Linked DNA regions of Mus musculus: all the other regions are linked to region 5. A link is a contact called in public HiChIP or PLAC-seq and promoter capture Hi-C data. All regions are on one chromosome and are shown on one strand. Each heading gives the region's core, a stretch centred on a gene start, on an enhancer-like site or on the middle of the called end of the contact. The rest is flanking DNA. Distances are from core to core; before and after follow the strand shown.

What was found. HiChIP or PLAC-seq counts read pairs in DNA pulled down with a chosen protein or histone mark. Capture Hi-C pulls out chosen DNA fragments and counts their contacts.
Region 1: a contact with region 5 is called in a promoter capture Hi-C map of adipose tissue, with 2.1 times the contacts expected there. The contact joins the promoter of Rab29 here to the promoter of Dyrk3 in region 5. A contact is called at or near these places in 2 of 115 datasets of contacts at active chromatin or transcription factors (embryonic forebrain and embryonic stem cells) and 1 of 9 other capture datasets (adipose tissue).
Region 2: an H3K27ac HiChIP or PLAC-seq map of stem cell-derived epiblast-like cells shows a contact between it and region 5, with 9 times the contacts expected there. The contact joins the promoter of Nucks1 here to the promoter of Dyrk3 in region 5. A contact is called at or near these places in 2 of 484 Hi-C or Micro-C datasets (both in embryonic stem cells) and 5 of 115 datasets of contacts at active chromatin or transcription factors (embryonic stem cells and stem cell-derived epiblast-like cells).
Region 3: an H3K4me3 HiChIP or PLAC-seq map of the SCID.adh cell line shows a contact between it and region 5, with 4 times the contacts expected there. The contact joins the enhancer-like site here to the promoter of Dyrk3 in region 5. A contact is called at or near these places in 2 of 39 promoter capture datasets (hippocampal neurons and pre-B cells), 1 of 484 Hi-C or Micro-C datasets (cortical neurons) and 7 of 115 datasets of contacts at active chromatin or transcription factors (the 230-238 cell line, the SCID.adh cell line, embryonic midbrain and 4 more).
Region 4: a FOXA1 HiChIP or PLAC-seq map of pancreatic cancer cells shows a contact between it and region 5. The contact joins the promoter of Elk4 here to the promoter of Dyrk3 in region 5. A contact is called at or near these places in 1 of 39 promoter capture datasets (the HPC-7 cell line), 1 of 484 Hi-C or Micro-C datasets (B cells), 3 of 115 datasets of contacts at active chromatin or transcription factors (embryonic stem cells, memory CD8 T cells and pancreatic cancer cells) and 1 of 9 other capture datasets (pancreatic islet).

The regions. Positions count from the first base shown.
Region 1 is chr1:131,865,927-131,871,580 of GRCm38.p6, forward strand. Rab29 (RAB29, member RAS oncogene family) reads left to right here and starts at 1,351. Exons shown (of 6, transcript NM_144875.2): 1 at 1,351-1,484; 2 at 1,593-1,849; 3 at 4,007-4,078; 4 at 4,754-4,935. The coding sequence starts at 1,726.
Region 2 is chr1:131,907,607-131,913,121 of GRCm38.p6, forward strand. It overlaps Nucks1 (nuclear casein kinase and cyclin-dependent kinase substrate 1), which reads left to right and starts at 2,852. Exons shown (of 7, transcript NM_175294.3): 1 at 2,852-3,144. The coding sequence starts at 3,128.
Region 3 is chr1:130,549,204-130,554,468 of GRCm38.p6, forward strand. The region is part of intron 2 of Gm16083 (a long non-coding RNA gene); the gene reads left to right. It also overlaps a transcript of Zp3r not described here. Among named protein-coding and RNA genes, the nearest start is that of Gm16083, 37 kb to the left of the region's middle. Within about 2 kb of position 2,403, at least 54 of the 459 cell types and tissues checked have an H3K27ac peak or open chromatin away from gene starts, as enhancers often do. A contact at or near this core is called in the SCID.adh cell line, where this site is marked.
Region 4 is chr1:132,004,996-132,010,024 of GRCm38.p6, forward strand. It overlaps Elk4 (ELK4, member of ETS oncogene family), which reads left to right and starts at 2,625. Exons shown (of 5, transcript NM_007923.3): 1 at 2,625-2,945.
Region 5 is chr1:131,135,425-131,140,306 of GRCm38.p6, forward strand. Dyrk3 (dual-specificity tyrosine-(Y)-phosphorylation regulated kinase 3) reads right to left here and starts at 2,810. Exons shown (of 3, transcript NM_145508.2): 1 at 2,656-2,810; 2 at 836-947. The coding sequence starts at 2,732.

The DNA of each region.
Region 1 (5,654 bases), core at 101-2,600, 730 kb after region 5:
GCACACACACAAAGCTGCATACTGTGTGCATGCATTCCAGTGGAGGGAGTAGAAGCAGAAACAGAAGCAAATGGATCTGGAGCTCAAAGCCAGCCTGGGCTACATAGACTCTGTCGAAAGGAAAAAAGAAAGAAGAGAAGGAGAAGGAGGAGGGAGAGGAGGAGGAGGAGGGCTGGAGATGTAGCTCCGATGGTAGAGGACTTGCCTAGCATGCCTGGATTTACTCTCCAAAACTACAAAACTGGATGTTGTTACAATTGAACCACAAGTTCTATGGTCTACTGTCAGAAGTTGACACCAACTTAGGCTACAGAAAATCCTCTCTCAAACAAAAAACAAACAAACAAACAAACAAACAACAACAAAACAGCCAAAAGGGGAAAAAAGTGAAGCTTATTCTACTAGCCACAATTTCTAGCTAAAGGACAGGCAGGACAGAAAAATTACAGGTAGGAAAAGTAAAAATATTTGCCAATCATTTTATGAGTATTCAGAATTAATAGCAGCAACAAAAGGAAATGTCCTGGTGCTCAAACGCTATGCGTGGCTGGTGTAAGAAATGTGGAAGTGTCAATGAGGAACTATCTCTTGTTTATTCTGCATTGTTATTGCTATAGCTAGTTATTAAGTGTTGTAACTTTTGACATAGATTTTTTTTAAAAGGTTGATCTTTTGGGTCAAATGTCCCCAAATGTGCCTGTTATTGGTCATATGGAAAATTTGACCTTGTCTTTACAAGGCTCGAGATTTGACTCTGTAGTTAAGACAACAGGAAATGGACTTCACTTGGAACTTGGACATTTATCTTTGTGTTATAAAACCTTTAAAATATGGCTAATAAGAAAGGCCGTCTAGAAATCTTTAAAATGTGATTTTAAGAAAACATCTGGGGGAAAGATTTAGACAGGAGAGATCATGGTCTACGTAGTTCAGGGTGACCCAAAGTTGCTTCCAATCTCTTGTCTTGCTCTGGGGAGAGGAAGTGGTGGGGTTAGGGGTCCTTGAACACACTTGTTGCAGAAGACGATGGATGAACTAGGGTTTTATGATCCTCCTATTTCCATCTCCCCAAGGCCTGGATTGCAAACCTGTGCTTCGACGCCAAACTTTAGAATTGTTTTTAAATAGATTTCTAAATTCTTTAAAGTTTGAAAACCTTAAAACTTTTATGTAAATTTGCTCAAGATAGCTAGGAAACTACATTTCCCAAGAGTGTACGTGGCAAGTCGCCACACTGGTCTGGTCGCTTTACCAAGAGGCACACTGGGAAATGTAGTTCTCCGAGCAGTGGGGCTCACAACGTTTTTGACGGAAGACTGGGAAGTGCGCCGCCAGTGGCAGGACGGGGACCGGACAAGGACTCTGCACAACCTCAATTTTGTGTGTGCGGTCCGAGAAAGGGTCTAAGTCATCTGTACTTCTCTAAGCAAGGTGCTGGCCACGGTTCAATGCTGGCGAGCGACTCGGAGGTCCCTGAAAGGAAGGTGCCAATCGCGGAGGGTCGAGCTGGTACCCGCCCCACCCAGGCTGCGGCCGCGCGGGGAGGAAGCGCGCACAGGCCGAGTGCAAAAGTTTCCTTTTCTGCTTTCCAGTCAGAGAAGCTTCAACCAACCGAGGGTGGAGATGCCTGACTTCAATTGGAAGAGAACCCGGGAGCCAAAGGGGTTGAAATAAGCGACTTCCCGGAAAAACAAACTATCAAAAAACCTCTCCCCACCACTAGCCATGGGCAGCCGAGATCACCTGTTTAAAGTGCTGGTGGTGGGGGACGCCGCCGTTGGCAAGACGTCTCTGGTCCAGCGCTACTCCCAGGACAGCTTCAGCAAGCACTACAAGTCCACCGTGGGAGGTGAGCGGTCACGGGTGACTAGGAGCAGGGGTCGAGGCTCGCAGCCGGTAGCCTCTGGGTACCGAGGTTGCCTCTAAGGGGTCCCCAGCCTACCTACAAAGATAGGGCCAAAGTATACAGGTGAGAGATGGTGAAGGGGTCTGAGCCGGGGACTATTCACCGCAGAGAGCAGAGCCCTCCCGCAGCCATGCGCTGCCCAGAGCAACTTCTCCAGTCAGCAAAGTCAGCTGAGTCCCGGTTCAAGTGCAGGCTGGGGCAGTTACCCTGCTTCCTACCAGCATCCGACGGGTGTTGAGGAAAGAACCCCGTTACCTTAGGAGGAAAGCCCAGGAGCTAAGCAGTCAGAGGTGTGGGGAAGACTGGAGGACAGATTCCGGTCAGGTCTGATGAGCCCTATGGTGTCATTAGTGAACTGAGTGGGAAATGTGAGGAATTCACGAAAGAATGTGAAATACCCTCGAGTGGCCTGTCGTCTTCTCTTGCACTGGGGAAGGCAGGGAGGAAGAGAGAAAGAAGCACTAAAAGTAAATTCATTTCTTTCCCAGTGTGGCCTTTGGACTCTGCTGAACTGTCCACCTGTCGGTCTGTCTACCCCAAACACACAGACACAGACACAGATACACACAGACACACACACACCTCCACCACCACCACAAGGAGAAGGTAGTTAACAAGGTTACAGTAATGTGAAAGAATAAAATTACATTTGTTTTTTTTATTTTGTTTTGTTTGAGACAGGGTTTCTCTGTATAGCCCTGGCTGTCCTGGAACTCACTCTGTAGACCAGGCTGGCCTTGAACTCAGAAATCTGCCTGCCTCTGCCTCCCAAGTGCTGGGATTAAAGGCATGCGCCACCACGCCCAGCACATAAAATTACATTTGTACCAACACAGATTTACATGTGAAAGTTTTTTTATTAACTCTTTTCTTTGAAATGAAAACTTTATAGAATATTTCAAAAACTGTTTCCTGACTACTTTGCCCACCACTCCTAAATACAAGTCCTTATTTCATGGATTTTGGGTTAAAAATGTCCTGTGAATTAATTTTTACCAGTGGACTGTTTTCCGACAGTATGAACATACTGATTCTGGCAAGTTTTGTTTGTTTTTCCCAATGTTTATTATAAATTCTCCCTCGTTTTCACTTCTGTCACAGATGTAGAAGAAAGAATATGTTTCTGAACTGAAATTATTCTGTGTTTCTCCTTAACAAGTAGCTTTTCCAGCATAGTGTGGTTGTCTCTACCTTTAATTCTAGCATTCAAGAGGTTGAGGCAGGAGGATCTCAAGTTGGAGCTAGGCTCTACTATCCGACTTTGGGAGGTTCCCCTGGAATAGCTGTTCAGTCCAACCTCATGGAGTTTCAGCATCTGCAGACCCGTGGGGGATTCAGCACAGCTCTTAAGCAGCATCCATGTCTCAACCTCTGCCATCTTGTTCATTTAACCAGTACCTGCTGGACATATACCATAGCCTTAAGGAGGATACAGAGGTTTTCACTGTATTTTCTCATAATACTGTTTGATTAGATACTAACAGTGAAGTTAAGATGGAAGATACAAAGCTAACCACCTTACCTTCCTTTCCTCCATCTCCCCCACCATTCTTTCCTTGAGAACCCCCCACTTAAAAAACATCCCAGAAACCATTTAACCTGAGAACAGGAATAATGGTCATAACCATGCCCATAACTTTCTTGATCCTAGCCAAGGAGATAATCAGTGTGAAATAATTTGATCTGAGAGAGGAGAAAACACTGAAGACCGTTTGGAGAGTACGGATTATGTGTCCCAACACAAATGTACCATGGGGGCTCCTCTCCATCGCCAGAAGGTTTAAACCTAATTGGAGTGTTGTGATCCTGGGGTTGTCACTGTATATTTATTTGATCTGAGCTTGTGCTAGGACTAAAAAAAAAAAAAAAAAAAAAAAAAAAAAAAAAAAAAAACCATTTACTGTGTGTGTGTGTGTGTGTGTGTGTGTGTGTGGACATGTATTCTGTGACATACTTGTGGAAGTCAGAAGCCAGTTTATAGGCTTGGGCTATAGGGATTTAACTTGGGTTGTCAGGGTTAGCCACAAATGCCTTCATCTCACTCTCAGAACCATCGTAAAGACATGTTTTTGTTAAAGTACAATATTCATATATTTTCAGTGGATTTTGCTCTCAAGGTTCTCCAGTGGTCTGACTCAGAGATGGTGCGGCTGCAGCTCTGGGATATTGCAGGTAAAATGGGAAAACCAGGCAGTAACAAGGGGAGAAATTATTTACCCAGCAAGCTGTTTGGGGGGCGGGGGGAGGGGGGAATGAATATGGAATGGCAAAGCTGACTTTTTTTCCCCCTGAAGCTACAAGTTTGAGCTGCTCTGAGCTTTTGGGATGATTTTGGAGACATATTGCTCCAAAGACAAAGAGACATAGTGCCATCTGTGCGTGGGTGGAAAGCCTCTAAGGTGGTGGATGACCCAGAGGTGGATGTCCCCCAGTGGCAGAGGAGGCGCCAGATCTTCAGCCGACTTTACTGAGAAACAAGATCTCCAGCAAATAGAGGCAGTGATAATGATGAACCCTTGTTATAGGCTGCTCTTCATACTTCAAATTTACTGGTTCACTAGCCCTGTTGTGAAAGCCTTTATCTTACTCTACACATGACACATCTGAAGTCCTCAACTGGATCTTCTTAAAGTCACACAGTTAGCAAGTGGCAGACAGGGTTTTGGACATCACAGTTTGGATACAAACTCTGCAGTGGCTAATCAAAGGGTCAGAGGGGAAGGAAGGGGTGGGGCCTTCAATACCATATATGCAGATGTCCTACCTCCGGTGAAGGAAGGGTACTCAGGGTATCAGAGGGTGCTCACCTTCAGAATCACCTCCATGAGAGCTCTCACTTCTCTCCAGGGCAGGAGCGTTTCACATCCATGACACGACTCTACTATAGAGATGCTTCTGCCTGTGTTATTATGTTTGACGTCACCAATGCCACTACTTTCAGCAACAGCCAAAGATGGAAACAGGATCTGGACAGCAAGCTCACACTACCCAGTGGGGAGCCAGTGCCCTGCCTGCTCTTGGCCAACAAGGTGTGTGGCCAGTTTAAGTAAATAGTCCCTGGCATCTATCAGTGGCCAGAGTAAAGGTATCTAAAAGACCCTGTGTTTCCGAGCATGTCTACCCTGTTTTATTTAGTTTTTAAAGATAGCTCCCGTGTCACCCACCAGGGCTGGCCTAGAACCAACAACCCCACTTCTCTTGCCCAGGTGCTGTAATTAGTGCCCCATGCCTAGCCACCAACATATCAGCCTGCCTGTTTGTTCTGTTCAAGTTGGAAGAGCTGTCTCCTCTTTCTTTTAAAGAGATTTTGAGAAAATGGTTTTCTCCCCTCCCCCCAATTTTGTGCTTTGCCTACATGTATATCTGTGTACCATGTGTGTGTGTCCGTGTGTGGCACCTCAGGAGGTCAGAAGAGGGTGTCACATTCATGGGTCTGGAGTTACAGAACATTGTGAGCTGACATGTTGACATGTAAGTGATGTTCTTCATCTGAAAGAGCGGCCACTGCTCTTTTTTTTTTTTTTTTAAAGATTTATTTATTATATATAAGTACACTGTAGCTGTCTTCAGACACTCCAGAAGATGGCATCAGATCTTGTTACAGATGGTTGTGAGCCACCATGTGGTTGCTGGGATTTGAACTCCGGACCTTCGGAAGAGCAGTCGGGTGCTCTTACCCACTGAGCCAACTCACCAGCCCAGCGGCCACTGCTCTTAGCTGCCGAGCCAACTCTATATCCCTGAAAGT
Region 2 (5,515 bases), core at 1,602-4,101, 770 kb after region 5:
CAACCATCTGTAACGGGATTTGATTGATGCCCTCTTCTGGTGTGTCTGAAGACAACTATAGTTGTACTCATATACATAAAATAAATCTTTAATAAAAAAATCTTTGGTATTGAAGAGGAACAGTGACAATCCTCTTTGACAACTCTAAAGTTCAGGTGTCTCTGTCAGTGAACACCTTCACCACTACAGGCCGGGCTGCAATACGGAAGCCGGCAGAAATGCTTCCCAGCATCCTATACCAGCTTGGTGCAGATACTCTGACTGGGTGACAGAGAGTGGCAAATAGCTCTGCCCAAACAACCTGGGAATGGCAAAGCACCAGCTGCTACTGGAGAGGAGAGGGATGAAGTTGCAGTCCTGTGGAGAATTTTGATGAGGTTTTCAAAAATGGAGCAACTGACTTGAGGCAATTTGTGAGGAAGATGAAACTTAAAGAAGTTACTGGGCTGCTATTTCATGTCATGACTGCTTTAAAAAATTTATATGACTCTGATAAGACCTACATCTTTACTATTTTTATGTTCAAGCCCCTTGGACTCTGCAGCTCCTTTTGGTTGTTGGTTACACACAGTTCACCCTTCGCAGCAAATTAAGCTGAAGCAACTCGGGAATCAAGTTTGAGAAAAGTTAATAAAATTCTTTGTCTAATTTTCCTCTGGTCTCTACATTCTTGCTATGGTATACACACATGCACCCATGCACACACACACACCAGAGACATATAAAAAAAATTTTAGAGATGGGTTTTGGTGGTGGTTATGCAACAACATGAATGTCCTTAATGCCACAGAAGTGTAAATGGCTAAGACCGCACATTTTATGTAAATTTCCTTTTGTGTAGCCCTGACTGTTCTCAAACTTGCTCTGTAGACCAGGCTGACCTTGAACTCAGAGAGATCTGCCCATCTCTGCCTCCTGATTGCCAAGATTAAAGTCATTTGCCACCACTACCCAGCTGTTAGAGATTTTTTTTTTTACCATATATTTTTTTAAGTGAAGAGGAAATGACGTTGAACGGAAAGGATCAAGAATAACTTTTAAAATTCTTCTCTTTTGCTGCTTTCTTCCCTTAGATAAGTAGAATTTTACACTGGGAGACTTTCAGGAAGCAGATAGTGATGTGGTTTGTTGCTTAGGGACTATATCTTCACTTGGTTTTGTTGTTGACTCAGGGGCTTTCGCAGTCCAAACTGTCCTCAAACTCCCTATGTAGCCAGGCATGACCTTGAACATCTATCTCCTTGACTGATGGCATTATAGGTGTGTATCCTCTTGTCCAGTTTCAGGAGGTGATGAAGATTGAACTCAGTGCTTACTGTGTGCTGAGCAGTTACTCTCAGCTGAGCAACATCCCCACTCTTCAAGTGAAACACTGGCTCTGGCAAGTATTGAAATCGATTTACAACATCATAAAGTGTGTTAGTTTTCTATCCGTATGACTTGAAATATCAACTTACAAGAATACATTTATTTTTCTACAGTTTCATATGTTTCCATTGAGGGCTGCTTGGTCCTAGGGCTTTGTGTCTGTAGAGAGCAAGAGCATCATGGTGAAAAGCATTTCAGCAAAGTGAAACAGATGACATTGTGTTTACAGGCTGCAAGCAAGAAAGACAGAGGGTGGTCAAGTCAAGGTTCCCACATCATGTTAAAGTGCTCACTCCTAATGTCCTAACTTCTACCAGGTCCTGCCTCTTAAATCTTTGGCATATGGGTCCCTAGGGAACATGGAATCCAAACTATAACAGGAAGTAAATCCTAGATATTAATACAAAGATACTGTGCTCTACTTCTGATTTAGGCATTCAGTCTTGAGGCAACTCGAACTACTTTTTTTTTTTTAAGATTTATTTATTTATTATATATGAGTACACTGTAGCTGTCTTCAGACACACCAGAAGAGGGCATCAGATCTCATTACAAATGGTTGTAAGCCACCAGGTGGTTGCTGGGATTTGAACTCCGGGACCTCTGGAAGAGCAGTCAGTGCTCTTAACCACTGAGCCATCTCTCCAGCCTCCCTGCCCCCCCCCCCCGAACTAATTTTATCTTCTATTAAAAACGGAACCTAACACTTAAGCCCAGACTAAAGGCCTTTCAACATAGCACCTTGTTTAGTTCTAGTAATAAGGTAGCCTTGTATCCTACTCTACTCATCATAAAACTGAGGTGCACAGAGGAAACCTAGTTAAGTACTAAGTGGTGGACTTAGAATTTTGAAGCAAGCGTTTTGTCACCAGTCTCCCTCTTAACCATTAATCACCTCTTTCTCTTTGAAATGCTAATATCAGAAATTGAGGTTTTAATGAGTGTTAAGTAGCTCTCAAAGATCAGATTGGGTAGAAGATATTCCTTGTGAACCCAACTCTCTACTTCAGCAGCGTGACTGAGCCCTGGGAGGTTAACGCTGAAGTCAGAGTACAGGATTTCTAAGATTAAGGTCAAATTTTTGAACCTAAGTAATTTCCCTCCAATTCTTAAGTGACGAATCTGCTGCCTATCCCATGAGTCTTGCAATTAGCTGATTTGCAAAATAATCAAGTCAGGAGAAATTAAATCCATTACAGAACCACCTAGTCCACAGAGAACTCTATATAAATCAGGTTATTTGGCAGGGGGTCCAAGATATAACCCAAGCCGAATCTGCAGCTCTGGCGTGGAAGACAGGGGGCGGGCAATCGGCGACCATTTTTGTTTTGCGGCCGTGCGCTCTCAGCGCATCTTGACTAACAGGACCCCATGGAGGAGGCGGGGCCTATCCGGGAGTGGGGCGGGGCTGGGAGGCGTGATGATTCAAATGGACTAATGACTAGGGCGCATCTGACAGGAGTCACCAATGAGCGGGCGTGCTGGGGCGGAGCGCACAAACCCTACGGGGTTTGGTTGCACCGCGGCTTTGGCGCATTTTCGGCTGGTTTGATTCATCCATTTTGAAGAGACGGGGGAGCGGGGGGCTCGTCAGATCCAGGGACCTCAAACCAGCAGCCGCCGACTCTTGAGAAGCCAGCAGCCCGGGGCTCGGCAGCAGCGGCCCCGCCGGCCGGAGCGGGGGGGTGGGGCGCCGAGTGCGCGGGGAGGGGGGTCCTGGTCCTCGGCTCCTCGACTTGGTCGCGCCTCGACAGCGAACATGTCTCGGCCTGTCAGGTCAGTGCGGAGTCCAAGGCCCGGGGCGGGCCGAACGGGCTGGGGTGAGTGGCGAAGGACCTGGGCAACGGGCCTGGAGTCGTGCTCCTGACTACCACGCGCGGCCTTCTGTCGGGGGCCGCGCGCGCCCTTGCGCGTGGGTGCTCGGCGGCGCGCAGGATGGCGGCGGCGCGCACGGGCGCGTCGCCTCCACCCCGCAGGGTCCGGGTCGGCTCCGCGGCCGCCCCCACCTCCGCCATGGCCCTGGCGTGGGCTTGGCGCGCACCAGGCACACCATAGGCCGCACCCCTGGGCCCTGTTGGAGCCTACGGCCGACCCGGGTGCGAACACGGAGGACTCGGTCCTCCAGAGGCTCGCCGGCTTAGCGTTTTGGCGAGCGAGTTGCTTGTGCCCCGCCGCCCGGCCCCGCCTCCATTCTCGGGGTCGCGGCAGGCCCCGCCTCCTAGCCCGGCCTGGGCGGAACCCACGTTTTCCTTTCCCCTTGGGGCAAAAGTGAGTTTTGACACTGAGCCCCGTAAAATAAGGGCCACAGCCTCTCCCCACTTGGGAGTTCTGAACGCATTAACCCCAAGTTTTCTCTTTCCACCGCTTGCAGACAAATGCCCTTCCTCCAGGGACGTGCTTGTTAACCCAAATCCCGTGTGGTTCTCGTTCCCCCTCACCCCGCAGTACGCGTCTCTTGCTACTTCTGTAACCCTCTCTTTCCCCGTGTGACGTTAATCGTAAATGGACTACGATCCACTAGCGATCAGACTTTTATTCACATGGCTTCAAGAAGTTTTCGGTTTCCCCTCACTCGGTGGGCTCCCCTTTAATGCCCTCCAGAGCTGTTGTATAGAATGTGGCTTGGGTGGAGGGTGTGGTTTAGTCCAATCTATTAAGGCCTGAGAGACAGAGGGACAGAGACCGAGACCAAAGTCAATAGATGTTACTTGTAAAGGAGCTTTACCTGGCCCCATTGCCTTTAGTTCTTAACTATTTTTACAGTTATGAATTCATTTCAAGTTTTGGTATCGAAAGTATCCCAATACCAAGGAGAGGTTTGGATCTGGCAACGGTTTTGTGCCCCACTATGTCTCCTTGACAAGATAATCTATTGGTGGTAGATTACCACCCCTCCCACTCGCGAGAGGGAACTGCGGAGGATGAATTACCTACCAGCTTGCTTTTTCCATTCTGTTTTAACCTGCACCTCCAAATTACCATGTCTTCTGTGTGATGTTTGGGAAGTAGTCAATATGACTGTTCCAGGTTATAGTGAGTTCTTTGAGGACATAAATCTAACCAAACTGTACCACCAACTCAAATTACTTTTTTCTAGACAGGGTTTCTCTGTGTAGCCCTGGCTGTTCTGGAACTCACTCTGTAGACCAGGCTGGCCTTGAACTCAGAAATCCGCCTGCCTCTGCCTCCCGAGTGCAGGGATCAAAGGCGCCACCACTGCTCAGCTGAGGTCTCTTGTATAATAAATTAGTTGGTCCTTTTGCTAGAAAGATATGTCTTTTCTTTTAAAAAAAATTTTTTTTAATTTGGGGAGAGGGTGTCTCATGGAGCCAAGGCTCCCATGGAACTCTTCTGTAGATCAGGCTGGTTTGAATCTGCCTCTGCCTTACAAAAAGGTGAGACACTACTACTACTGGCTCATTTAGCTTTGTAACTAACTGTTCCACTTGGTGGCTATTGAAAGTTAAATTAAGTAAAGATTACTGGAAATAAAACTTGTGTTTCTCATTCACACAGTACTTCAGATAGGGTATGGGTCTGCACTCTGCACTGTGCTTTTAATGCTAAATAACTCCTGGTGGCTTGGGAGCACCTCAGAAATGTCCCCTTATGCTGGGCGTGGTGGCACACACCTTTGGTCCCAGCACTTGGGAGACAGAGGCAGGCGGATTTCTTAGTTCTAGGCCAGCCTGGTCTACAAAATGAGCTCCAGGACAGCCAGGGCTACACAGAGAAACCCTGTCTTGAAAAAACAAAAAACAAAAAAAAAAAAAAAAAGAAGAAGAAGAAATGTCTCCTTACTCCACAAAATAATAGTACTGTTTTCTAAAAGAATTGGTGTGTTTTTGTTTTTGTTTTTTTTTGAGGCAGGGTTTCTCTGTGTAAGAGCCTTGGCTGCCTGGAACTCCCTCTCTAGACCAGGCTGTTATCAAACAGATCTGCCTGCCTCAGCCTCCTGAGTGCTGGAGTTAAAGACATTCCTAAAGGCACATGTCCTAAAAGGAGTTTTTGATGGATTTTTGTTTTCGTTTGTTTTGTTTTTCTTTTTCTTTTTTTTATTTATTTATTTTTTTAAAGAACATTTGCCTTCTTTATTTTTTTTTAAGATTTATTTATTTATTATATGTAAGTACATTGTAGCTGTCTT
Region 3 (5,265 bases), core at 1,153-3,652, 590 kb before region 5:
TTCATATATAGGTGTGGGTAGGTAGGTTGGTGGGCGTGTGTACAGTAAGTGGAGACCAGAGCATCGCATATCCCTGAAGCTGGGGTTACTGGCAGTTAGGAACCACCTGACACCAGGGGCTGGGAAGGGAACCTGGATCGGTTAGGAGATCGGCCATGCACAGCAGGGGGTTCCCCTTTCTCAGGATTAGAAACAAACCACAAACACCTGTGTTTTCACAGAGAAGTCCTTTATTAAGTGTTGGGGGGTGGGGCGCTGGGAGGGTTAAAGTGGCTGCTTTCTGACTCAGGCAGAAAAGCAGCAACAAAAGACCTGCAGGCGTATCCCAGCAATCAGGAGGCAGAGGCAGTCGGATTTCTGAGTTCAAGGCCAGCCTGGTTTACAAAGTGAGTTCCAGGACAGCCAGGGCTATACAGAGAAACCCTGTCTGGAAACAAACAAACAAACAAACAAACAAACCCCAAACAAACAAAAAAAAACAAGCAAGCAAACAAACAAAAAGAAAACAAAAAGGGCAGGGCTGTGTTAGAATGGGCTACTAATGGAGCGGATGTGGTATATTTTATTGGGCACATTAATTAGGAGAGCCAAAGGGGGCTTTTGACTGTGGACTTCAATTCTTTGATAGCTGGACCTCCAGCCTCAGGAGGAGGAAGTGGCCAAATAAGGAAACAGAACTTGGTGGCTATGACTGTAATCTATCCGTTTTTAGCAAGGCAGAGGGAACAGGGGAGAAGGGCAAGGCCTGCCAGAGCCGTGCTGGCCAGGGTCCCTTCAGGGTTCTCTGCAAGATCAGCGCATGCTCTTTACCGCTGAGCCATCTCCAGCCCCCTTTAAACAATTTTTAACTTCATTGTGTTCTGGCACATTAGTTTTGTCACTTTTCGTGGCTATCAGTGAACATCAGTGTCTTTCTCTATGTTGTGTAGCTTGATGTTGGTGCCCTTGAGGTGGCTCACTTTCTTCTTCAAACACAGTTTGGTTGCAGGACAGAGAGAAACAGGTGGGAACAGCCTGGAAAACTCTTTTCTGCCCTTAGCTTTCATCATGCAGGAAGGTGCTATTAGCCCACATAATGAGAAAAGGCCATAGCTTGTGTTTCCCATTGGTGAGCATTGAGTCCTACGACACCAGGCAAGGTGCTCACTGGTTCAGTGAACAGCAATGATACAAGCAAGCCTATGCGCTCACCCGAGGACCTCATAGGAAAGCCAATGGCACAGAGGGGAAGTCCGCAAACTGGAAAAGGAATCAGAACCGGACTTCGAAGGTCAGCAAGGAGGAGCGCTGCAGCAGAAGAAGCTGAGGTTGAAACAAAGCAGGCAGGAAGCTTGGACAATGGAATGAATCAGAGTTAAAGCAGTGGAAGTCAGCATCCAGAACAAGCTGAAGAAAGAATTCCAGGAATCGGGAGCAGAGAAGAAGCTGAAGAAACACAGCATTGAAACGGAAAGAAAACACTGAGCAAGCGCGAGCACAGACTGCAGGTCACTGCGGAAGCTGAGTCTCTTTTTGGGTGTGCTTAGCCTCAATAAAAACAATTGGGAAACAGACTTAAAGGGAATCTCCAGGACAACTAGGGTTTAAAGAGAAAACAGTCAAGATCCGGTGAAATCCTGGCAGCCACCAGGAGGTGATGAAGGAAGGTCACGCCTTTTAAGTTAGACGCGGGATAGAAATAGCTTCTTAAGAATAGGAAGGGCACTCCCAGGCCTGGAAATAGAACAGTGAGCTAAGGAAAGCCCCCGGAAGCACCTGGCCATGTGGTGACTGGTCTTTTATAACTCACCTCTGCCCTCTTCCGTTTGTATTTCCTGGGCTTGCTTTGATGCCAGAGCAGGGAAAGGACTCCTGTCTCTCTTCCTCGGCAAGCTGGCTTCATTCACAGATTAATCTTGGTGTAACCTATTTAGTCCCTCCTTTCCTCTCACAGTAGAGGAGGCCCTTTAACCTGCCACAGCCCTAGGGTGAGAGACTGGTCTGGCCAACAGTTGTGGAGAGTGGAGGATCGGATACTAAGAAGCCAAAACGTTGTGGAAAGAAACACTGCCCTTAATGTCCTGGAGCTGATCTCACCAAGTGAGAGTAACCCTGGGGTTTGATTTTCTGAGCCTGAGATCAGTGTGTGGAGCAAGTGCTGTAGCTATTTTTCCGTGCTCTCGTGCTCCCGATGCACTTATGGGTTATCCCTCAACTACCCCAGGGATTCCAATCTGGAGTCTTCAGAGGACAAAAGACCCTGGCCACCCCACAGACTAAGTATGGCCATCCAAAGCCCTTATAGTCAAAGGAAGAAATCAGGTGTTGGGTGCTTCTTCCGAACAGGCACAGGCACAACACTGTAAGATTACATAATCTGGTCCAGACTAGCAGGAGGTGCTGGGCCCTCCCTCCCCTCCTTCCCCTCCCCTCCCCTCCCCTCCCACAGCAGCCTGCTGCTGCCTGCTGAACTCTTGATGGTTACAGACTGTAACCATGTGACTGAGCACATGCTCAAAAAAAAAAAAAAAAAAAAAAAAAAAACGAAGGAAGTCTCAAGCCCCAGAATTTTAGATGAGGATTTGTGTCCAGACCCAATAGAATCAGGGAGATGCAACTCAGTCATCTTGAGTATTTAAGTGCAAAGCGCTATCTCCCTATTCTGTGAGCAAGTGCAGGTGTGATCTCACTCCTGTGAGTTTATGTGAAGATGCTGCCAGGGAGAAGCTGTCACTGTCCTATCCACATACTAATTTTCCCCAAAAGCCTATTTACCAATGTCCTTTGTATGGAATCAGTCCAGTCTTTCTCAGAGACGACATTGCAGTGCTCAGAGAGGTTGGCCTGGGCGTAGACTACTGTGACTGTGATCTTTGTACCTGCTAGGAAAGCATTGAGGCCTCTCCACTGTATCACTGCCTTCCTCTTGAGCTTATAGCCCCAAGATTCCTCCATCTCTTTTCTCCACACCCCCATCCCATCCTCTACCTGCTTAGCAACCTGTGCATGTGAAGTGTACTTTAATAAGGTAGCCCCAGGGGTGTGTGCTTTGGGGGGAGGTGGTGGGTAGACATGGCCAATCCTCTTCATGCTTTGAAAGGGAAATATATGACTTGCTAATTTGCGGATGACACTCATTTGGGAAGTTTTGCAAATATCAGCCGCAATGAATAGGGAAGGAGTTGAGAGGGCCAAAACATGAGAGAAATAACAAAATTAATTTCCATTTGTATAAATACTAATTGATGCACCAGAGGAAAATGAATATGGAACACAGATATCAGCTCACAAGGAGGGCCAGTGTATTCAGAGCCCTGAATCAGTGGGATTGGGTGCAACGTACAGACACAGGGGCTGTGGGCTTCTTGTTCCCAGGGAGAGGTAGAACACAGGTAGAGGGTATCAGTAGACAGTGAGGATACTGAGGTGTCATCCTTTTTCAACCTGGAGAGAAGCTGAGACTACAGAAAGTGAGTAGACTGTTAGAGTGTCAGTCTCCCTACTCCCAGAGCCCCTTCCCCTACTAGTTTAGCAGGGATCTGTCTGATTTCTAGACCCTTAGTCATATTTTTTCTTTATTGTATAACAAAACTGTTGCTTTCTTTTTATTCTTCTTCATATATTCATCTAAATTTTGCTTACACATTTTTCTTTATTGGGAAAAATTTGTTCTTTTTTTCTTTTCTTTTTCTTTCACCTTTACTCTCTCCCCCTTTAAAAACAAAACAAAACAAAACAAACTACTATGCTTGTAGATTTTAACTTTATATTTTTGGCTTAAAGGGGTTTTTTTGTTGTTGTTTTTTTAAATCACGTTGTTAAACCTTTTATTCTCTTTACAATTCTATAAAATGATAATTGGTGACTTCAATACCTAGTTCTTAACTCTATATGTGTTATCCAAACTAAATGCAACAAAGAAACCCAAGATACAAATTATCTAATAAATCAAATTTAAACATATTGCAGATAATATTTTATTCAATAGAAAAGGAATATACATTATTCTTGTCCTTAAAACAGACCACATTCTAGGCCTCAAAGCAAGTCTTAATAAAAAAAAAAAAAGAGTGTGTAAGAATGGTTATGATGCTAAGGTCCTGTTCCTCAATTGGTTCTTGATCTGTCAGTAAAGAAGCCATGGGCCAATTGTTGGGTGAAAGGGCTAGGCAGGACTTTTAGTTTCCTAGAGTCAGGAGATAGATGCAAGGAGAGGAGAGGAGAGTTTACCATGCTTATGATGGAGAAAAGGTGACCAGCCATCTTGAATGGAGTGGACACATAGGCCGCTTCTGCAGGTGGGGGGATGAGGTGTTTAGCAGAGACTAGATGTAACTGAGCAACTAAAGTTTAGGGTAGGTGGAAAGGTGTACAGTTAAGAATATTGATAAGGGCACAGTTTTTCAGGCAGGATATGATTTGCGCCCAGCATTTGAAATTGAACAACCGTGTGTGTCTGTGTCTTTTACCCATGGGTTCAAGGGAAGTTGGGTAGTGTAGTCCATTCCTGGAGCTTAGGCAGGGTAACAAAGTTACATGCAACAATGGATAGAATTTCCTATTTTATAGGAACAGAGAAGACAAAAGCTAGAAAGCAAGGGCAAGAGAAATTACACTGAATTCCAAATGAACAACAGAAGAGCCATGAAGAAATTATGAAGAAAATTAAACATTCCTAGGATCAAATGAAAACTAACATACAACTTACCTAAATACTGGAGACACAGCCAAGATAATTAAGAGTGAGGAATATAGCTATGATTGTTTACATTAGAGTATCAAACAGTTCTCAAATACATAGCATAAATGCTGGGTAAGACCTCCAGGCCTTAGAAGAGCAAGAAGAAGTCAAACCCCAAAGCAATAGGTGGTGATGAGTAATAAAGGTCAGAAAAACATTAATGAGCAGACACTAAAGGGCAATATATAAGATCATTCAAATGGGAGTTGGTTCTTTAAAAATATGTAGAAGATCTCCTTACTCAAAGTAACCAAGATAAAGAAAGGACCCAAATTAATAAAATTAAAAATGTAAAAGGAGAGGTCACAACAGATTCCAATGGAACCCATAGGATCATTAGGAATACCCTGGAAATGTAGAATGAATGGCCACATATGGCCTGCCAAAATAAAGTCTAGAAGATATAAGTGACCCAAACAGATCCATAACAACAGAATGGAAGATGTATCAAAAAAAAAAAAAATCTCTGTAAAAAAAAAATACCCAAGGACTGATTGTCTTCACAGCTGAGTTCTACCAAACATTAAGAGTTAATATTAATGTTC
Region 4 (5,029 bases), core at 1,375-3,874, 870 kb after region 5:
ATGATTATCTTTCGGATAACAGGATTGCATTTATGCAGAGTGCTCAATTAATTTTACCAGGAGGTCAATGGAAGGGAAGAAGTGATAGGTAAAAAGAAATGACACCACTATTTACCAAGTGTCTACCTTGTACCATCCAGAAATCATGTCCTGCATTTAATCCGATGATATACATTATCATCGTTTGATAATATGTGTGAACTAAAAAGATCAGAGAAGTTAATCAGCTTATTGAAAGCAACACAACTAGCAAACATCAGGGAAAACCAGTAACTCAAACTCTGACCTGTCTGGCAACCTGTTAAAGAGAAGATGACAACTGATTTCTTCAGAGGTTTGTTCAGCAGTCACAATTTATTAATGGCCCTACACTCCTTGGGCTGCTAGTTCAATTATTTTCCCAGACCAAGTGTGACTTGTTTCCTTTAAGAATTATAGCTATGCAGTGCTGGAAAGATGGCTCAGTGGTTAAGAGTGCACATTGCTCTTCAGAGGACCTGAGCTGGGTTCTCAGCACTCACGGGGGTGGCTTACAACAGCTTCTAACTCCAGCTCCAGGGGATCTGGGATCTGATACTCTTCTCCTTCTTAGGTAGGTACTGGCCAGGACCCTTCCTTTTTGTTGATTATCTTCCATAATACTGGAAGGTGCTATGTAGGTTCCTGGGGGAAGTAACACCCAGATGTGAACTCCATGAGCCACAGTAACAACTGGCTTGGCAAGTACAATAGTGCCATGAAAATTATGGAAGCAACCAACTGTTTCCTGGTTGGGCTGAAATTCTACTCTACAGGATAACTGGCCAAGATCCAGCTGCTGGGGAGCTCATAGCTCATAAGTAATTCTACTATTATTGTGTTAAATGGACATAGCATCAGACTGCCCTGAAATAGTTATCACACCAATAGATTAGTGCAACTCTCAGTGCTCTCTAGAGAAGCTCCTTTTTGCCTTGGACGCCAGATAATACAGAGTCACATCTGGTCCAAGTGCAAAGAATCAATGTCTGTGAAGTGCTCAACCATAAGTTGAATATTTATAGCATGTCACCACCACCCAAGGTTCAGGGAACACTGAGGAGGAGGAGAAGGAGGTGGTGGAAGGATTTTTAAGAGCCAGAAGTCTGGGGTGACTGGACTCTTCTGGGCATGACCACTACACTCATGCATTTACAGAAGCCATGGTTGCCTGTTAAAGATCTGTACAAGAGCAAGCAGTTGACATTCCATTGTGAACAGAGCATAGACGCCCCGCCCCTAGCTGAAGAGCTATTGGCCTTTGATGGGTGCCAGAATGAGTCAGTTTTCTTTAGAGGTGGGTCCCTGACCACGATCTAGTGGACTAGTGGACTGTCTCACATCCAGGCATATATGGGCAATACTAACTGGACTCACTGGGTTAAGAAACAATGAAAAAGAGGGCACATAGGGGGATCTGGGAGGAGTCAGAAAGGTGAGGGAGGGGGACTATGTTTAAAATATATTGTATGCATGTATGAAATTATCAAAGAAAAAATTATATATATAGATATCTGTATCTATATATCTATATAGATATCTATAGCTATATATATATGAAACTGAGCTTGGTGTTAAAAGCCTGTAAATTCATCACTTGGGAGGTGGAGGAAACAGGATCAGGAGTTCAAAGTCAACCTCAGCTCGGACTTCATGAGACCTTGCTTCCAAACACAAATCACATTTGTAAGAACCAGCTTACGCTTAACATCCTCATAATGTTGATACTGAGACAGGGTTGCTGAGAGTCCAACCCCAAATTGAGTGGCACAGTCAATCCCATGAGAGCTTTAAGTACAGAAACTGTCTCAAAAAGCCTAAGTAAACAAACAACACACTCATTCGTTTAGTGGGGCAGGGAGACAAAATGGAACGCTCAATTGCCTCAGCTGCGAACACTTGTGAACCTTGGAATTGGGTGTTGATTTCTGCATCCCTTCTTTGGATGTTGCAAGTTTTGAAAATTAGGTTTTCACAGTGACTTTACAGGCAATGAATTGGGTGTTTCGGATTCTTAAGTAAAGTCACTTAGACTGGACGTGGTGGTGCACATCTGTAAATATCTGTAATCCCACCACTTGGGGCCAGGAGTTGAAGCAGAAGGATCTCCTATGAGTTCAGAACAGCTAGAGCTACGTGTTAAAATACTGTTTCTAAACCAAAAAAAAAAAAAAAAAGAAAGAAAAAGAAAAAAGAAAAGAAAGAAAGAAAGTTAAAGCTCTGGACCAAGCTAAGTTGGTAAGGGGGAAAGCTTTTCCCATTCTAGAGAGACCATTCGTCAATGATTCTGATCAAGTGGTGGTGGTAGCTCGCAATGTAAACCAGTGGGCGTCGTCCTCACACGTCAGCTCCGCCGCCACAGCCCTGGGCCCAGATTGCTACCCCGAGAGCCCTAAGCAGGACTTTGGGCCTGCGAGGAAGTACGAATGTCCGGCAGAGCAGGAGTCCCCGGAGCGAGTGCACGGGACGGACTAACAGGGTACGTACGGGAGCCCCGGGCCAGAAACAAAACACTGGCTTTGGGGCCCGGCCCCTCCCCCGGAAGTGACGCTCGCGCTGCTTCGGCGTCGAGGAAGGGCCCCGGCAGTGCCGGGGGGGGGGGGTTTGAGAGTGGCGGAGGCCGCGGAACGACGGGAGACGGCGGCCGTAGTGAAGAACGTCGAGCGCACGCACGGCGAGTGGCAGCTTAACTATAGCCACTTCGCCGTCCCGGCCGCGTGTGCGAGGGCGGGGCTCGAGACCTGCGGCAGCGGGAGATGCGGGCGGCTGCGGGCACGCGGCTGGCTCGGCTCGGCCGCCGCTTTCTCGGGCCCCGGCGCGGGGGTCGCCACTGTTCGCCGCGCGGTCTTTGAGGTCCGAGTGTGAGGAGCGGTGGGCGACAGAGTCTCGCACCGCGTTCAAGGCCGAGGAGTCCCGTGCCCTGCCTGGTGAGCAGCACGCCCACGCCCCGTCGGGGTCTCGCACCACCGCCCCTCAGCCAGGTTTCCGCGCGGGCCGGGCGGAGGTTGCGGGCGCGGCAGGAAGTGCACCGGGCGGAGGGAGGGGCGGAGCTTGGTGGCGGGAGGGTGGGACCTGGTGGGTGGGCGGGGCCCGCTGGCGCGCTCTCCTTGGGGGAGCAGCTCGGTGGAGCTCAGGTGCTCGCCGGAGCGCCCCCTCCGCCTTGCCCGCACCTCGGTGGGTCGTGAGAAGTCCCTTGGGCGGAAGGTGGCAGCGGTTTTTTGTTGCCTGGGTGGGGCAGAGGGGAACGGTTTTAACTTGCCGGAGTGGCAGGAAGTTGGAAAGTGAAAGTGCTTTCTTGGCTCGCCCACGGGCCGGAGGTCTGCGTCTCCCCGCACTTTGATCTCGGGGCGCGCGGCCTCACGCCGCATTCTTCCCTTCCCCAAGCTCGCTGTCCATCCGGCCACAGGTTTTTCTTTCTCTACTTTTCATCAGTCCTCCTCGCTTCCTGTACAGCTGTGGCAAGCTTTTCCTCGGAAAAGCATTGGAAACATCTTTGAGGGGAGGAGTTTTAACGGGCATCGGCAAGGAAATAAGGGGGAATTTGTTGGGTGAACTCAGAAGACACGGTTGGCATTTTCTCGAGCCCTTGCAATGTGAAGGTTAGGTCATTTAAGTAAGAGTCTTTCAGTAGAATGGCTGCCGTTCTAAGGTCAGAGCTCTTCTCTCTTCCCCCCCATGCACAGAACGTGGGGCTTCTGTATTTCCGGCTAGGAGTGGTGTTTTTAAAAGAGTATGATTCAACTTTTCCTTGTAGGAACTCTTTGTTCTTTGATCTTTGGTTTTATTTTAAAATGGAAACTGCTTACGTGGAGTTTGTTACATTTTTGGGGGGGAAATATTGTCTTAACTTTTGGGACACCATTATATATTTGAGGCAGGGGATGTACTCTTCAGTCACCAGCACAAAAAGGTAAAAAAAAAGTATACATTTAATATCCTCTTGTGGCTCTCACCGTTGCTTTCAGCCTCCTCTCCTTCCTTCTTGTGCTATGTATCAAAACTGGGGTCTGCATCAGGTGTTCATCAGCTGGTCTGCACTCCAGGCGCCCCTGTTCTCTTCTTTTTCCATTGCACTTCTTCGAGAAAGCAATTTTCTCTACCTAGGTGCAGTGCTGGTCATCTAACCTGTGTTCTCAGGCATGCTAGACAAGACAAAGCACTTTGCCACCGAGCTGCTCTCCAGCTCCTAAAGCCCCGTTTCATTGTAGCTTAGAGATTAGTCTTTGAGTGTTAAACCTTTTCCAGCATTTAATCTGTCAACGATGATTTGGGTCCATTTAAGTCTGCCTCCATTATGCTTCTAAAAAACCTTTTGAAGCTGTAATTGTTAGTACTTAGACAGTGTCTCTGTTTTTGTACCTATATGGAATCTGTCTGTCTTGTTCCCTCTTTGTTGGTCAGTAGCCCGGGCTTCATACCCACAGCCCTCCCTGCTTCATCTCAGGAGAGCCTGGGTTATAGGACAGTTTCACTTCTACTTGGTTCCTGTACTTGGGGCTGGGGTAGGGTCTCTAGTATTTCATGTAGCCCTAGCTGGCCTGGAACTTACTATATGGATTGGGCTGGCCAAGAACTCAGATCGAACTTCCTTTGCCTCAGTCCTGGGATAAAAGTGTGTGCCACCATGTTCTCTGTCGAAGTTGAGGAACTCATTGAGGTTCACTTGTAGGAGCTAAAATGAAGAGTTTCAACGGTGTATGTAGGAGTTCTTTGAAAGAATAACACAGAAATTGAATCATGGGTTGATCCTTAGCACAACTAATTTTTTGTGGTGTGTTTTTTTTTTTTTTTGGTGGTGGTGGGGGGAGATAGTCTCATAGAGGTTGGAATGGCCTTGATCTCTTGATTACCTGCTTCCTAAGGGCTGAGATACAGGTTTATTGTAACAGACGGATGCCCTGGAGCATGCTGGCTTGAACTCACAGAGATCTACCTGTCTCTGCCTCTTGCAGTAAAGGCAGGCTCTCCCTGCTAAGGCTCTCCCAGACATTCCTGATGTGAAGGTGATGTC
Region 5 (4,882 bases), core at 1,560-4,059:
AACAAAAGGGCACCGAAAGCTAAGGGTCTGGGGCTCATAAAGGATCAGAATGTACCAAAGCCCAAGCTGGACGAGTGGCCCCCGGTGGTGCACGCCTTTGACCCCTACAGAGCGGGTTCCAGGACAGCCAGGGCAACACAGAGAAACCCAGGCTTACTGTTTCAACTTAATTTATGAAGTTTTGTTCTTTTGTTTTTTGGGTTTTTTTTTTTTTTTAAACTGTCTTTCATATACTGATCTGCCAGGACTAAACGGGAAAAACTGAGCTGATTGTGAATTCTGACACTATTTTCCTTGTTACTTCTGTTAAAAGAAGCCTTTGTCATGCTCTATGTATGTCACCTACCATAAAAAAGAAACACCGCTTAAACAAGAGTTCCTTCCGCGACCCCAAGTGCCATGCCTACCCCAGCAGAAGGAATAAGGAAAGGGTGGACTTCAAATCCAAACTGTTCCAAAAAAAGCCGACCTCAAACCACAGAAACTGTTTTCCCCAAGTCAGGAGAAATCAAAAGCAAACCAAGCATGGTAATATGAGTATGGTAATATACCCATTTAATCCCAGTACTCTGGAGACAGAGGCAGGTACACCTCTGACTTTGAATCCAGCCTGGTCTACACAGAGTTCCAGGTCAGCCAGGACTACACACACTAAGCAACTCTGTGTCAAAACAATAATCTTTCAAAAAGCAAAAGAACCACACACACTCCCCAACCAAAAACCTCAAAACAAAAGCAGCCAACCCACAAATAACAAATGGAACTCCCGCGTTGCCAAGAGCATTAAGGAGCACTTCCTCTTCCCCCAAGCAACTTTCTTTCCTTTCCTACTTACATTTAGCCTTCTGGAGACAGGTGCTTCAGAGGGGTTGCTGAATGTGTCCGAATAGGGTGGGCCCTTGGTTTCATCTATCATCATGAAAGTATCATAGACACCATCCCCCAACCTAGGAGAAACGGTTACAGATAAAACCGGTCAGTAACTAAACAAAATGAGCTTGCATTTTCAAAACACCCCAGGATTTAAGCGCTTCTTACCCTTTCTGACACTGCACAAAAACAAGCCGGGCAGTCGGCAGTGGGAGAGAAGGACTCTAACCTTTCTCTTCCCTGTAATTTTTTTTTTGTTTTTTTGAGACAGGGTTTCTTACATAGTCCTGGCTGTTCTGGAACTTGCTGTGTAGAGCAGACTGGCCTCGAACGCAAACTGATCCACCTGCCTCCACCTCTGCACCAACACATCTGTTTCCTTTTTCTTTGTAAAGAATGGAAAAAAAAAATCTCTGGATTCAATTTTACATTAGTTACAACAGACTGGTGTGGTGACACACTCCTTTAATCCCTCTCTCAGGAGGCAGAGGCAGGTGGATCTCTGCTGAGTTTGAGGCCAGCTTGGTCTACAGAGTGACTTCCAGGACAGCCAAAGCTACATAATAAAGAGACCCTGTCTCTAACTAACAAATAATAAGTAATCGAATGCTGTTCAAAAAATGAGGGACTACCAATTAACTTGAACTGAATAAGAAACCTAAAAGCAGAAAGAAATAAACATAACATAGAGGTTTGTTTTAGAATGCAAGTCTAACACCTCTATTCTAGTTTCAGCCCCTGGCTGTGCTACCTTCCCCCTCTGAACAGCCTCACAGGTAAATGGGAAGAAAAGGACGTCTACACTCTCAGACTACAAGAAGAGAAGACTAGCAGAACAGCTGTCTTCTCTTCATTATTTTATGCACCCATTTACAGCTAAGCTAACTAGTGAAAAAAGGCAGCCAACAGGAACCCACCCGATGCTTTGCTTTAAGTTACACGATGTACCAAATCTCTCTTCTGTTCCCACTTCATTTCCTGGCATATGGAGATATTTAAAATGCTAAAGGACTACAGAATGGTTCTGTCTTTACACTGTGGGTCCTCCACAGTGAAGGCACACAAACAATGGGCAGGATTTACTAAAGCCACAAGATGGCCTTGAATAATGCATTTTATCTGCTCCCAAGACTACGGATTTGCGGGTCACTCTGGTCACCGGTTCATGTTACCATCTCAGATTATATACTACTAACACAACCATGACTAGGTAACATTTTTCATTGTCTTTAAAAAAAATATCTTTTCAGTCACTTTTGAGATCTGTCTTATTAAAAAAAAATACTTATAGAGTTTAACACAAGTGTTAAAGGAATAAAGGAGGGCTTTAAAAACATCCCACAAGAAATTAAAATATCTTCTAAAAAATATATTGAGGTTCAGACAATGTTTTGATAACAGGCAATTTTCTAGACAGGTCCGGCCTCTGCCATACTGCACGATGAAACACACCAGCACCGCATCTGCAGAGTAACAGCCAGACGCGAACGAGCGGATTGGGTTCCTTTAGCCAGGGCCCGATGCGGAGGGGGAAAGGGACCCCCCCCCAAAAGCGGCACATGGGGAACAAGGTCCCGGGTCTCTGCTGCTCCACCCCAGGGCCAGGGCGGGCTGGGCAGACTCTCGGAGCAACAGGGCGCAGGTCTTGCGCGCAGGTCCCAGACCCAGCTCTCCGGAGGCCGCGCCGTCCCGCCCGCCCTCCCCCGCCCTTCCCGCTCACCGCGCTGATGGACAGGCAGCCCAGACCCGCAAGGAGTCCTCCCGCTCCTACCCGGGCGCCGTTACCTCCGCTGCTGCGGCGGGAGCCCGGCCCCCGGCAGCGCCGCGTCCTTCCTCCCGCGATCGCGGGCTGCGCCTCCCATCGCGAGCTCGCCCCGCGGACACAGAGGCGGCGGTTGGCCCGGTGGGTCGCCTCCAGCACCGCACCTGCTGGCTTCGCTACAAGACGAGGCTGGGCACTGGGCTCGCGCGGTCCGCAGGGAGACCACGCGGGAGCGGCCGCGTCGCTTAGCAACCGCGCACGCCCTGCCGCGCCTGCGCAACGCCGCCTTGGAGGGAGCGGGGAGGAGGCGGAGCGAGGGGCGTGCTGTTCCTGGGTGGTGTGCTCGCAGTTCTTTTTGCAAAAGAGGAAACTGGCTTGGAACCTACGCTTCTTCGTATTCACCTAGCCGTGAAACCAAACATGGGAGTATCAGCAGCACAGCCTGCCTGCTCAGCAGACCGCTTGGAGAGCTCTGCGCATCTTTAATATGTGAAAGCGTACCTCACTCTTTCTGAGAAGTACCGTCCATGTTAAGTCTATTTCGACAGTTAAAATGGAAGTGAAAAGAAAGGCTGTTAAGCCACAGAAGTGGCGGTTGTGTTGAGCTTGGTGCCCATCAGATTTCCTAAGGCTGCAAAACTCCTCTGCAAGAGCGGATTTGATTCCCAACACGGTCGTGGCAGTTCACAACCATCCATAACTCTAGTCCCGGGGTGTTTAATGCCCTCTTCTGACATCTGAGAGTAGCAGGCACGTATGTGGTGCACAGGCATAAACTCATACACATAGGATGAGCCCATTGGATCTATGAGAACAAAACAAAACAAAAACCAAAGGTTCTTCCACGCATCGGTGGCGCACGCCACCTGGTGCACACTGGAAATTATTTCATAGAGCATAATTCCACGAATCTTCAAATGTCCAACCGAGGCTCCTTTTGGGGTTCGTAAAAGTCACAGTCCCTGTTCTCAGAAGATCCACACTCTATTTGCAGCTAAGAATCTGTCCATTTGGGACACTTTATTTTCATCTGTTCAGTGTTGACTTAGCCTGTGATATAAGTAAAAATGTTTTCTTCAATGATGATCTTTTAGAAGTTTTCTGTCTCTCTTTCATCCACAACCAGTGCAATCTTACTTTCCTAGGGTTTTTGTTTTTAAATTGGGCTCTTTGACTCTTGTTTGTAGACAGAGTTCCATGGCAACAAAGGCACCTCCCCCGCTCCAAGATTACAAAATTCTACTAACTGATCCTGCTCTCAGGACTTCTAAGAGGTGAACACCCCAGACTACTACCGGAAGGGTTGGTTGGGACTTGCCTGGACATGTTTAATTACCTCATTTCGAATCACTGCAAGTCTTCCCTTCTGTCTTTAAGGCGCATCTTCTAGAGCCAAGCTAAAGCCTTCCTGTTCTACTTGCCTCCAGCGGGTTAGGGGAGTAGATACAGAGGCTGCCTTTGTCTTTAGTAGGTTATTTCCCTAGTAAGGGAGGGAGAACTCCTTGAGGGTGCTGGACCTCCTGAGTATCTGACCTTGGTGACCTAAGTACTTTTCAGTATTTCTTCAAAGAACCCCTGTTTTGTAACAACGACCACACCCTCATTAAGCAATTGCCCTGTACCCTCCGGCTCTTGAAAAGACTCATTTAAGTGTACTTCAACAGATATTGAAATACAAAGAAAATACGATTTCTCTGTATAAAGTGTTCCATATGCTTACATATGTGCAACCTATGGAAATCTATGCAAAATATATTTGATAAATGTTACATTAAAGTAAGTAAAAAAAGGTGGGGGAACATGCTGGTGGAAGGACAAAGTTTTGAGGAAGTGAGGAGTAGGAGGGAGGGACTTTGGTTGGATGTGATCGGATATATTGGATAGGGGCTGGAGAGATGGCTCAGTGGTCATGAGCACTAGCAGCTCTGGAAGAGGATCGGACATCTGAGAGTACCAGGCACACATGTGCTGCACCGACATATGCTCAAAAGAATAAGATAAATCAAAAATTTTTTCCAAAGATATAGTGTATGAAGTCACTGAATAATAAATTAACGGATTTTAAATAAATGAAGAGTGGTTGGAAATCAGCATTATCTTTCTGAAAATATAAAATAAGAATCCTACCACATACTAGCCAAGTCACCTGAGATGTCTGCCTGTCTTTAGAAGCCAGTTCTAGTGAACAGGAAAACTAAAGAGCTTGCAATATGTGTTTTAAATGCAATTATCCCAAAATCATAAGGAAAA